2 separate regions of the Gossypium hirsutum genome follow, and region 1 is linked to region 2. Evidence: chromatin contacts called from public Hi-C data. All regions are on one chromosome and are shown on one strand. Each heading gives the region's core, a stretch centred on a gene start, on an enhancer-like site or on the middle of the called end of the contact. The rest is flanking DNA. Distances are from core to core; before and after follow the strand shown. Region 1 holds the start of LOC107893708 (WD repeat-containing protein LWD1). Region 2 holds the start of LOC107887232 (protein transport protein SEC23).

Region 1 (7,344 bases), core at 895-3,394, 240 kb before region 2:
ATGTACTTGAATAAGCAGTACTTGCTGAAAATAATAATAATACAACACTGATATGTTAAATCCTTGTTCGTATAAATTCTGATATATTTTAGTAATTTTGTGTTATAAAGATATTGAGAAAATTGTGAAGAATGTAGTAGAAGAAATTATAAAAATTAAAAATATATATATTTGATAACTGAAAAATGTAGTAAAAAATAAAATATTTTGTTATTTTGATTCGATGTTTGGGTCGGATATTGTACACATTTAAAAGGATATTGTACACATTTAAAAGGTAATGTTATGTTAATTTTAAATAGGGTAAACTATAAAAATAGTCATTTTTGTTTGTCTCATGTTACATTTTAGTCATTTATGTTTGAAATATTAAGTTTTAGTCATTTATGTTATTATTTTACTACGAAGTGATCACTCTTCCATTAAATTTTATTATCTCCCTAACGGTAATCTTACGTGGCAATCTAACTAGATATTACTGAATCTGCTAATACATACTTCATCAGGATAAAATATGCATTATTAAAATTAAATTAAAATATTAAATAAGAAATAAAATTATAAAACAATATGTTATTTAGAAAATAACTATTATTGTAATGAGATACATATTTTATTAAATATAAGTATTTAAAATTTTATTTTTGTAATGTGATACATGCGTAAATATATTAACAAATTCAGTAATATTTAGTTGGACTGCCACGTAGGATTACAGTTAGGGAGTTAATAGAACTTAACAGAAAAGTGATCACTTCGTAACAAAATAATAATATAAGTGACTAAAACGTAATATTTTAAACAAAAGTGACTAAAATGTAACATGACATAAAGTGACTATTTTTATAGTTTACCTTTTAAATATCAAAAAATGGTGGAATGTTGTTTTTCTTATCGACGTCGTATCAAATGCCGGCTTATTTTACGTAGAGATTTGTATTTAAGTTGCAAAATATTTTGTGAAATGAAAACTTGCAGTTCAGTCAATTTTAAATCGAGTTTGAATTCAGAAGTGAAACTCGATTCTTAACTCAAATGGAAGATCAAGCAAGCATGTTGGTTAATGTCAAAACAAACAGAAAAACCTAACTTCACACTGCAATTCATACCCTTAGAATCTGAAGCTTAGTGGAGAAGGCAATGGCCACCCAATCAGGCTGAGACGACGACCATTGCAACTGTTCAATTTCGGCCCCAGCTGTGTATGCAAGAATAGGGTCAAGCCCACCTTCAACAGGCTGACCCATCGAAGACAAATCCCAAATCAACGCCTGAGAATCATCGCCGGCAGTGCAAATGTGGCAGGAACTATGGGGAGCCCAAGCGACGGCATTGACGCTCGCCTGGTGTCTCCGCAACTCAACCACCGGCAACGTCGGGAAACGGATATCCAAAACAACCACCTTGGCACTATCCATTATAATGGTCGCCATATATCTGGGGTCCTGCTTGTTCCACCCCAACCGCACCAGCGGCGCGTCCGGCTCCGAACTCTCGTAGATGATCGTCGAATGTTCCTTGTCGCGTAAATCGAAAACCCTAACGGAACCGTCGGCTGAGACGGAAGCGAAAACCCCAACTCCGCCCCAAGCGATGTCGTAAACCTCCTTATCGTGGGCAATTAACTGGGTATCCACTGTTTCCTTCTCGATATCCCAAATAGTGCAAGTCGTATCAATGGAGGAAGTCCCGATTCGCTTCGGCTCCGCCTCGTTCCAGTCGAAAGACGTAAGAGGCCCGCAAAATTCACTGTTCTTATTGCCATTAAGGAGCGATTTGAGGTCAACGCGGGAACCGTCATCCGAGATCCGCCATATGCGGAGAAAATCGGAGGAGGTAGCGAGAAGATCGGGTTTCTGGCAATCCTTGTCGGGAATGAAGATGGTCTTAGTAGCGGGATAGGGATGGTCGAAGGAGAGGTTGGGATCCGACCGGATTTCGCCATTGGAGTCGTCGAGTTGAACAATCTGGAGACGGTTAGGGTATTGCTCGAGGAGGCTGGCGATGGCGAGTCGGTACTTTTTGTCGCGGCGGACGCTCCAATTCATAGCGTAGATGTACCAGGGAGCTTCATATGTGTATATCTCCGATCGTTTTTGCTGCTCGTCGGAAACTTCGGGGTTCGGATCGCTGGTGGCCGTCATTACCAACGCCGCCGCTGTCAGCTATTTTTTACTCTTAGCAGATAAAGAAAGAAAGGTTGGATTGGTGTGAAGATTATGGAAGATAACGTGTTCTGACGACATTCCTTTTTCATCTACTTAATGGCAAAAAGTTATATATGCTTTTTGTTTTAATATTTAGTCGTTAAATACTCCGCTAAATATTATATTATTTCATTCCATAACAAAAATTTTTAAAGCTAAATTATTTATATAAGTTTTCTAAAGTTACTTTATTCTTCATCATTTTAAATTTTTTTTTTAAAAGGAATCGAACGATGCCGTTTCAGGCAGTGAAACAGAAAACATAATATATATATATATGTAAAAGAACTGGGTGTCTTATCTGCAGAAATATAAAATTGACTATTGCAGTAACAGTAGCCATGGTCAAACTCAAGGTCCTGCTTTTTCACCTTTGCATAAGAGTTCAATGTTCTAGCTCAAAAGACGAAATGAAGAAGTATATATTCATGGAAATGATACTCACCAGAGACGCCAATGACACATCCATGTCAGGGAAATCAATTTGAAGGAAATCCAAAACGTTTTGGACACCCTTTGGTACCAAGCATCGCCAGTACGGTGGGTGAATCTCAAATAAAGATTCTTCCCAGCAATGACACATTTAATACCTTGAAGCCTGGCAAACCTACTTGATCTGCAACAAAAATCCAGCACCCATTTTAGCTTCAACTTAAATGAATTAATCCAAAAATGAAATATATATAAAAACAACAGCCAAGGTCTTATAATTTTTAGGTTCCTCCAAATAAAACTTCAAATCAGCTACCCTAGGTGCTCTAGCCATCCCACCTCTCAATAGCACACTAAAAGCTCCACCAGACAAATGAATAACCTTACATCCCCTATTAGTGCCAGCCACCAAGCACCCCTCTATGGTTGTCATAGGAATTGATTTTCTATTAAGCAACAACGACCCATAAATTTTCGCGAGAATCTGTACATATCCAATCGGAGTCTCACAACACTGTCTTAAAATCGACTCGTAATAGAATCCAACTTAGGATAATCCCAATAATGGCTTCCTCGTTAATCTCTTTAATGTCTCATGCCTGACCACGATCGCTCTCTTGCAATCACCTACACCATATTTAGTTGGGGTGAATGGAATAGAGCTGTAATGGAATAGAGCTATAATCAGTAATTCAATTGTTTGGTTGGATGGAATGAAATAGAGTTGTAATAGCAAGGCTTAAATGACTAGAGTAGAGGTGATGTGAGCCCAAGTATCAAGCCCAAAACTAATTCGGACAAGTCGAGACTGTAACAGCCTAATTTTCAGTGGTGTCAGGAACAGTGATTTGAGATCACTAAATTCGATAAGTGAGTCAAAAATTTAATAAATTAATACCTATGAGTCAAGTGTGAATATAGAAGTATTTTTGAATTAGTGAATTTGGTGATTTAAAAGAATTAATTAGGCAAATTGGGTCGAGAATGAGGTATCGAGACCTCGACTTCATAAACCGAGCCATAAATATTTTTATAAATATTTATGGAGTGTTAGTGAGTTAGTGTTAAAGTTTCGTTAGAAAATTTTAACGTTTGGATAGTCAATTTATTAAAAAGGACCAAATTGAAAGAGGTGCAAAATTTGTTAAATAGTGATTAAATAGCTTAAGTGATTAATAATGAGGGATTTAGAAGGAATTAGACCCAAATTAAATGGGTTGGATGGTCTGGGCAAGAAAATCAGCAAGAAATTAAGGAGAAATAAGGGTAAAATTGGAAATTTAACAAATTTAGCATATAAAATAAAGACAAAATTGAAAAATCTAAAGATATCATCATTTTTCTTCAGCCAAAATGCCATGGGAGGTCTGAAAGAAGCTGGTTTTTCATATTTTTCCATATGTGAGTTCAATTCTTGCTTTTTATTTGAGATTTTTATGTTTTTGTAACTTTTAAAATTAGGTTCAAGTATTTAATTCATTAGTTTTTGATTTTATGGACAAAATTGAAAGTTACCATTGATAAGTTTTGGTTTTTTATGATGAATTAACATGGATTTGAAGCTTTAATTTTGTTGTATGATGATTTTATCAAGTAATTTCAATAGAAATTGATTTTAGGACCTAATTGTGAAAAAGTTGTGAATTAAGGTTTAGTGTTGAAATTATGATTATCAAAGATTTTGTAATAGTTTATAATAATGGAATAAAGTAGTTTAGAATAATGGAGTAAGGTTTTAATTAAGAAAAATTAGCTTAATTGATGGGTGAATTGTACAGGGACTAAATTGTAAAAGCTGTAAAATTTAGGGTAAAAGTGTAATTTTGAAAGTTGAAGGGCATAAATTATGAAGTGAATTAGAACTGAAATGAATGCTAATGAATGGAAACTTCTATATTATAGATCTAGAATCCGAAAATAAACATGGAATAGAGGAAATTTCCGATTAGTCCCTGAATTTTCATAACTTCTACAAATAGGCTCAGGTAAGTTCATATGGTTGAACTTGTTTATTAATTGTTAATATGGGAATGATGTAATGTGTTATTTCATATATTTTCTATTGAATTGTTAATATCAAGAAACAATGTGAAAATTGAATTAGAAGTTCAAATAGAGGAAAAGCGCAAGATTGGTATGCTCGTGTTGTGACCTGTGATGAATTGACGGATAAGACCATGGTTTTTCCATGGAAAAATGTGAAACGTAGGTATGGTATTTCCATATTGAGCTATGATACGTAGGTATGGTATTTTCCATACTGAGCTATGATACGTAGGTATGGTATTTTCCATACCGAGTTGTGAAACGTAGGTATGGTATTTTCCATACTGAGTTGTGAAACGTAGGTATGGTATTTTCCATGAGGAAAATCATATTGAGCTGTGAATCGTGGCATTAAGCAAACGACGTACTCAAATCTGTAAGACGTTCTCTAGTTTAACAAGTGATGGTAAGTGACAATTGAAATTACGTGCTGAAATCTAATTTGATGTTTGAAATTGAGCTCAATGAAATGAATTCATCGTGTGAAATTGTGGATGGCAAAAGATATGTGTATAAACTTGCTTATTGAATTGCTATGGTATTTTGGTAAGATTTATATTTTGAGCCTATGAACTTAATTACTAAGCTTACATAAGCTTACTCCTGTGTGTTTAATGTTCTTTGTAGATTAACTTGGGGTCGGCGGATCAGATCAACACATCAGGGCAAACTATCCAAATTACTTCGGTAAATTTTATCATGCATCTTAAGGTTTATATGGCATGTATAGGGTTTAATTGAAAGGAAGTGAAGGTGTTATAAGCTTAGTTATCAACATTTTTCACTAAAATAGTTTTGGATAGCAGCAGTGGTCCAAATTTGAAAAATCACCAAAAATTTTGGAAATCGAAATAGATGTTAAATAAAATATGAAATTAAATCTTATTTAGTCTAGTTTTACATATAAGAAACGGTGTAAGCAAAAGAGTTTCATTTTATGAGATATTTGAATTTTTATGAGACAATGTCAAAATGATTTCGGGTTCCCTTGTTCTAACTTTGTAAAATCATTAAAAATATATAAAAATACTTGGGGGTTTATTAAAATAATTAATTAGTATATTTTCAAAAGAAACAAACAGGAACATTATTCGAATCTCGTATGAGGATATAATTAATTTTTAGTAAAGAGGGGTTGAAACTGTTGGACAACGAAACAGGGGAGACTTTAAAGAATAAACTGTACTTATTGGTTAGACCAAAAATTCTGAAAATTTTATGGTAAGAAGATATGTGAGTATAGTTTTAGGAAAAATTAGCAAATCTTAATTTGAAGTTCTGTAACTCAAGATATAAATGATTTAGTGACTGTGACTCGAGTGGACAGCTTTGATATGAACATAAGTAAATAATGGAATTATGTGAAATTATTTTGTAAACTCCGATAACATCCTGTAACCCTGTTTCGAAAATAGATGTGGGTTAGGGGTGTTACATTTATTGGTATCAGAGCTTCGGTTTAGTTGATTCTCAGATCGAATGAGATGCGTAAAGTGTCTAGAAATATATGCCATATAAATCTGTGATAGTGTGATGTGTATGATCCAATCTAATTTTTGTTTTACTTATAGACATAAATACTTTTCAATAGAGTTATTTCAGAAAGTGTTGAAAATGACACTAAGGTGTCTGAGTAAGAATGTGTTTATGATGATTCGAAACTTGGAAAGTTATGAAAAAGAGTTCATGATATGGATATGATGATATACGAAACGAAATAATCATAAATCGAGAAATATGGGAAAAGGGAAATGAAATAAAAGTTTATCTTGTGATGAGCACGTCTATGTTGTTTGGTATTTATATGATGTTATGTTGTTGATAAGTGCTAGCCACCAAGCACCCCTCTATGGTTATCATAGGAATTGAGTACTCTTTTACATTAAGCAACAACGACCCATAAATTTCCGCGAGAGTATGTACAGATCCAATTGGAATTTCACAACACTGTCTTAAAATCGACTCGTAATAGAATTCGTCTAAGGATAAACCCAATAACGGCTTCCCCGTTAATCTCATTAATGCCTCATGCCTAACCACGATCGCTCTCTTGCAATCACCTACACCACATTTAGTTGGGGTAAATGGAATAGGGCTGTAATGGAATAAAGCTATAATCAGTAATTCAATTGTTTGGTTGGATGGAATGAAATGGAGTTGTAATAGCAAGGCTTAAATGACCAAAGTGACTAGAGTAGAGGTGACGTGAGCCCAAGTACCAAGCCCAAAACCAATTCTGACAAGTCGAGACAATATGGAAATGGGTTAAATCTTCAAAGCCCAAATTCACAAGAAGCATCTAAGGGTTTATCCGATTCTTTGTATCTACTAGTTGGGCCAATCACAAGAGCATGAGCTAAACATTTTAAAGAGGCTCTTAATAGGTTGATGAAGAGCCTGTAGGAGCAAACCCAATTTGATCGAGGGAAACTTCCAAATCTTTACGTGGTTCAAGTCATTCAAACATTGGATGACTTTTCCAATGGGTTTGATTAAATAAGGGAAAATTTTCAAAGACTTTAATTAATTTTATTTTAGTTTATTTTAGCATCTTTAAATTAATGTCATGCATTATTAATCAACATCTTTTAATTATGACATGTATTATCTGTTCTGCATTTAATAAAGTTATGCATTATGAAACTCTCATGTTAGTTAA
Region 2 (6,502 bases), core at 3,388-5,887:
AAAAGCATGCCAAAGCACAAAAAAGTGTGCGCTTGATCAGATGAATCTTGCCTAAATGGGTGTGAAGCGCTTTTGTCATTTAGCACTAATGTGCAACACCTAGGTGCATGCCTTAAAAAGGCTGATCAAATAACTAAAGGAACAAAGCAAAGAAAGAAATCAAGTATATTTATGTTAAGGTAAATAAAAAGGAGCCTTTCAAGGAGTTTATGCAGCAAACCTTGTTAGAAACTGCAAATAGAACTGTGGATTCACAGTTTCTGGAACATTTGATTGATCAGTTGATGAAAGATCAAATATAACTGTCAAGCAAGTACTCTTGTCAAGGCCACACATTTTCCATGTTGTCGTGTTACCCTCCCCAATGACCGTGTCAGAAACATTAGGTCCTTTCTGCAACAGTCATTGTAATCAGCTTAAATCTCCATAAATACAAGTAGATTGAATCTGCAGTTTAGAGTAAGATATGTTATTAGATTGTTAAATGGACCAACCTTCTCCAATGATGTGCAAGGTCCAATGATTCCCTGAACCTTGATCTCTTTTGAACAACCTATCTCAAGCATGCCACTGAAAGAAAAATTAAAAAGAAAAGGAGAGCTTAGAATGAGTTTGAAATTAATATCCAATAAGCCTTAATCCCAATATCCAAATCCTTTTGTGGTCAGCTACAAGAACCAAGACATGGAATCATTTACATCGTACACTTGAACCCTCCTCCAATTATTCCCATCCACCACCATCCTCTTCTAATAGCTACAAATAATTATGACCTTCACACTTGAGTTTCTTTTATATCCCCTTCAACCTTTCACCCCATGCAACATCAACTTGAACCCCTACCTTATACCCTTTGATCTCGTCAGCCAATACATAATCATTCACAATTAGCATATACACCAAGATATTTAATATGCCTTCCATTATCTCAACCATCAGTATGACAAAGAGAAATGACTCGCGATGATCTTTGGTGCACCTCCTAACTGGAAACCCATCCTTCTCTAGAAATGCTTACGTTCATAACCACTCTTTCAGCATTTCCCATATTATGCTAAGAAAGGAACTATCTTATTGTTCGAAGTCCACCAAAGAATGAGTTTGAATTTTAAACTAAAGATGATATTTCTGGGTCTCTAAAACTACAGCCGAAGATAAGTTACAGATAATGCATGCAGATACAAAAATTAACCTAAAGCAATAGCAAAACTAAAGCTAAAGTAATTTAACGGGTAACCATGACAGGGAGTTAGTTCATTTATGGCAATCAATGCTCAATTCAAAATCAGGAAATTTAACAGAAACCAGCAAGGACACTCCCATTGCTGCACTGTAATACTTGTACTACTTTCAACAATGCAAGCACTCACCTTTGAAACCTTTAGGAAGATTGATTAAGCCAACATAATTATGGCAACATAGAATACTGGCATTTAATCATTTTCACAGATGCAGCTTTCTGACATTTGATAAATTTGTTCTCTGTTTAATTGCAAGGTCAGCAAGGTATGTAAAAATTTTACATTCTCTAACAGTAGCATCACCTAGTGCAGAATGGTGCCACAACTAAGATATGAGGGCATCTAGAACTCCAACAAATAACACAAGGACAATTAGAACTGGAATAAAAATGTGAACTTACCAATAGAATGCAACTATATAGTTATTTATAACAGCATGAATAAGACAAAAGTAAACTCAAAGTTGAACAAGAAGCTTAGATGTGGCACAAGAACTAACTTAAAACATAGGCCAAGAGACTGTTCCCCATCTTCAAAGACACGCTTGAAAGAGTCTTTGAATACAGAATGACCAAAACTTTCAGCTAGAACAACAAGTCCACCTGTCCTTTCAATTGCAACTTTCATTTCAGCAACTCCAACCTAAGAACATACAAAAAGACATAACATATTTATGTACAATTTACATTTTGAAGAATGTTAATCTCAATAGGAATTGTCATTAAACTAAAAGGTTAGTACCAATGGTAAGTGGACTAGATATTAGCATCCACAGTTTTTCGTAAAATAAGGCATTCATCACAAGCCACCAATTGAAAAAAAAATGGCAATTAAAGACATGTCCTCAGATTTCCACAATTTTATCTAATGTGTAAATTTTAAATTATATAGGATACTTAAGGTTTCCAAATAAATTACGTCCTAAATCCCATCAGCTTCAACAGGTTCTTTAATCCATAGTATCAGTTAGAAGGCAGCAGAAAAAAATTGGAAATGAATCCATCCTTATTAAGAGAGCCATACAACATTTAACCAGAGAGGACAGAAGATGAAATTGGGCACATTGAAAATCTGACTTAAGCATATTGATGCAAGTCAATCTAGATCTGCATAGAGACAGAATGACAGATTCATTAGAGAACTTAAAAGTTGGACAAGACAGACCTGATCAAGTGCAGATGCAAAAAGGTCAAGAACATGACCCTGGTCGACCAGTTGTTTTGCAAGACTATCATAAAATTTGACTGCTTTCTTAAAATATGGTGCAGCATCCTTAAAAAGATCTTTATGTGAACGTAAAGGTTCTGACAAGTCTTTGGATACAATCTGCAAAAATCACATAAACCAGTATCATTTTGATGACAGCCAAGAAATACAAATTAAACCAGGAGCAATGCTCAAATCAATATCTTTTCAATCTCCATTTTCTCAATTCAATCACAGTTGTGTATGAATCATTCCTACAACTACAAGGTATTTAAGACCAACATTCATCTTGCACCAAAGAAAAAGTAAATATTCGGGGGACAAGATCTACTTAACTATAAAGCTAACATAAAAGTTCATCAAAGGGTCGGAGACAGAAAGAAGGTAGTTAACAGGAATAACATTAATGAAATAGAATCTCTGTTTTAAAACAATTGCACAAAGTAAATGCACACACACTCAATGTTAACAAAAACATGACCTCTAAAAAAAGTAATTACAGAGCCAGTTTGCTTGTTTATATTGCCTGCAACTTTTAACAAATATCATCCCCAAAGAAACATGACACAGAAACTTCACATCATTTTTAGGGAAATAATAGTTTTAACCATAGAGAGAAGAAAAATGCACCTATATATTAGTGTGTGGGAGTGAACAGAAACATTCAAAATTGGGGGAAAAATAAAGTTCATGCTAATTACGACAAATCATACCCATCTCAACCATGACATATTGTTGGTGTAACATCCCAAAAATTAAATACCATTCATAAGAAAACGAATGGCAAATGCCTCACCACCGGCAACATAAATACTTCCTTTCATTAAGTTGTGGAATGCGTGAAAGTTCAGAAGCTAAACAGAAAATTTAATGGCATTACCGTGCCTGGCCCTTCAGTACATGGCCCACCAACCAAAGCAATAATCCTAGCACCAGTACCAGGCAAGCAGGCCCCAAGAAATCCTGCTGCAACACTTAAGGCCACTCCAGTGCACCTAGACGCCCTGTGTCCCGCTTGTACGGGCCATTGATCCGTTTGCAACTCATCCAAGAGCTACATTGAAATCAACCGACCACTAAATAAAAGAATTCAAACATTGGAAAAACTAATTCCTACAACAAATAAATCAAAACGCACTGAATTGAGCGTGAATTCACAATCAGAAGCGGGCAATAAAAACCGATTAACAACTGTATTCGTAAATCCATTTTGCAGTCCTTTCGGATATCCAGCCGTTGGCCGCCCCCCAGCAGCACGGAGGCCTAATTGCTCCAAAACCTGCTCCTTGGGAATCTCCTTACTCCCCTTGAAAACATAGACCTTCGACATTTCCGTGAACCCCAATTCATGGACAAGTGCTTGAGTCCCGAAAGATACGAAACCGACAAGAGCTTGTTCCGGCAACAATCCAATAGCCTGTTTCAACGCCGATTTAGCAAACACTAGCTCTTCCTCGATCATACAAGTGTCTAACACAAAAACAAAAACCGGCTGCAATTGAGGAGCATTGGAAGGGTTGTTGGGGTAGGGATCCATTTGAAGCGTGTATTGCACGGTGGTATATTGCGGGTAGAGTTCGCAAGGCAGGTTCGTTTCGGAGATCATGGCATAATGCGGCGGAAATTGGTTGCGCTGGTAACAAAACGGACAGATCCAGATCTTGGCGAGGAAATCAACGCGCGAATAGGCGTTGAGGACAGCGGAACATGTCCGGCAGCGGAGAGGAGCGTAAGGGAGAGTAGGAATGTCCGAGTGAGGGCGGATCGGAGCGATGGAAGCGGCCAAGGGAATGACGCACTTGCTGGCTTCAAGCTTGGTGCGAGGCCAGACGTTCCATGTCATCCGTACGCCGTCAACCCCTTCGGGATCGGAGTTCGCCATTATCCGATAAGTTTGAAAACAACTTGGAACCAGATAAATTCAGAAAGGTTACTTGTTCTAGGGTTTTTCAGATTCTTACATAATAGTAACCGAGTGAGTGAATGAGAATTTAGGGTCTATTTCCTTTTTGCTTGTTTTACAGATTTTATGTCGACCCCATGAGAAACTGAAGTGAAAGGGGTCACCGGAAGATCAAATATTGGATTATAGAATCAAACAATAATGAAATACATCTACACTTATCCATACTAATATAACAATTCAAATAAAAAGCAAACCTAATTTTTAAAAATCTACACTTATCTACTAATTCAAATAAAATAACCGATGAGGGATTTTTTATAAAAAATAACCAAAAATCAACTATTTTTTTAATTAAACACAAAAAATAATCTAAAATTTATAGTCTATAGTAAAAGTTGGTAGAGCTAAAGAGTTTCTACCAACGTGCCACGGCAGTAACTAGAAAAAAATTAATTTTTTAGTAGAACTATATAGAATGACGCCACTTGTATAAATATTAGAAAAATACTATAATTTTTTAAATATGAGAGACTTTAAAAAAATTTTATTTTTTATTAGAGTCATTTCATTTGGCGCCACTAGATTGACCGACACCCTTTTACTTTTTTTTTTGTCCATTCTTTCTATTTTTTTTACTTTTTTTAAGTTTTATCTTTATTCTTATTTATTTTATTTACTTTTTATTATTAATTTTAAAAAATTTAAAATGTATATTTGAAATGTTTTATAATATATATTTTTTAAAATTTTAAATATTATTTTTTAAATATTAAATATATTTTTTAATAATATAAAACATTTAAATATTTTAAAGATATGACCTTTCAAATTTATTATTAATTTTATAATATTTTAAATGTATATTTTAAATATTAAATATTTTTTAAATTTATTTTATGATATTTTAAATTATGATTTTTAAATTATTTAAAATATATTATTTTTAAAGATATGAACTTTCAAATTTATTATTTGTTTTATAATTTTTTAAATATATTTTTTAAATATTTTTTAAATTTTAAATATAATTTTTATAAATTATTAATTTTAAAATTAATTTTAAAGATATTCAAACGTTTTTTAAAATTAAATTTAAAATTTTAAAAATTAATATTTTATTTGGTGGAGCCATTTAAAATGCCTCCATTACTTTAAAGTGTACTTTTTTATATTCTTTTAATATAAAAATTTAATATTTTATTTTGGTTCTCTACCATATATAAAATAGTGAAATTGTTGTGTTTACTAAGAGAGTTAAAAAAATCTATTCAAGATGAATAATGAGGTGTTTTTGGTGTATGTTCTTTTTTTATGGTGAAATTATAGAAGATGATATTGGTTGTGTATTTCAAGGTCGGCAAAGAGTAGGTTTGCGATTCAAAAAAAATGTGAAGCTAGCAGAAATGAAAAAAAAGATCAGTGCGAAAATAGCTATCCGTTGTGGAAAGGAGATGTCCAAATTATTTTACAAGTTTCCAGTCTCTACAAATCCGTTCAAATTTTGTGAGATGCAGCTGTTAGATGATGATGACTTGGGCACTATGATGGAAATATGGTGGTCGATTGGGAGTGAAAACTCTCAACCAGTTGAATTATTTACCGAGTTAGCAGACTTAAAGCCTGTTGAAAATGTTAGTCCAATAAGTCAACATTGCGAATTTGACTTTGATCTTAATGTTGGATGACAGACCAATTAGAATGTGAAGGGACATCGCAGATACCCAAAAATCCTAATTATGGTGGGAGTTCGTATAACAACCCTACTCCCGGTCCCTGTCTACAAATACATCCGGAGGTGATAATAAGCATAGAGGCAAATGTTAGAGAAATGACCAATAATGGTGAAGATTCTGATCAAGACGTTGAAGATTTTAGTGACTCCGATGTTGATGAGGTTCCAGACGATATCGATGATGAAGGCCCAGAGCAGGTTGAAGATGTTCACGGCCTTTTATTCAATAACCCGAGTCGTGGTATTATTTTACGAAATAAACTTGAGGGCGACATGTTAAACGTAGATCCAGATGCAGGGTATGCATCCGAGTTTCTTGTGTACGCCGATATAGTACGTGCTCATAGATTGGCGGTAAATTCACAGTTCGAGGAGTTGTTCGTTGGGCAACAGTTCGAGTACAAGGCGAACTGTGTG

The links. Hi-C and Micro-C count contacts between places; a contact is called where the count stands out from the background.
Region 1: a Hi-C map of leaf shows a contact between it and region 2, with 2.0 times the contacts expected there. The contact joins the promoter of LOC107893708 here to the promoter of LOC107887232 in region 2. A contact is called at or near these places in 3 of 34 Hi-C or Micro-C datasets (leaf and seedling).

The regions. Positions count from the first base shown.
Region 1 is chrA03:50,907,843-50,915,186 of Gossypium_hirsutum_v2.1, reverse strand. LOC107893708 (WD repeat-containing protein LWD1) reads right to left here and starts at 2,144. Exons shown (of 1, transcript XM_016818766.2): 1 at 979-2,144. The coding sequence starts at 2,144. The coding sequence ends at 1,104. LOC107893709 reads left to right here. Exons shown (of 8, transcript XR_005914960.1): 8 at 979-2,282.
Region 2 is chrA03:50,673,722-50,680,223 of Gossypium_hirsutum_v2.1, reverse strand. It overlaps LOC107887232 (protein transport protein SEC23), which reads right to left and starts at 4,637. Exons shown (of 12, transcript XM_016811411.2): 1 at 3,586-4,637; 2 at 3,328-3,501; 3 at 2,406-2,567; 4 at 1,741-1,883; 5 at 495-570; 6 at 221-393. The coding sequence starts at 4,329.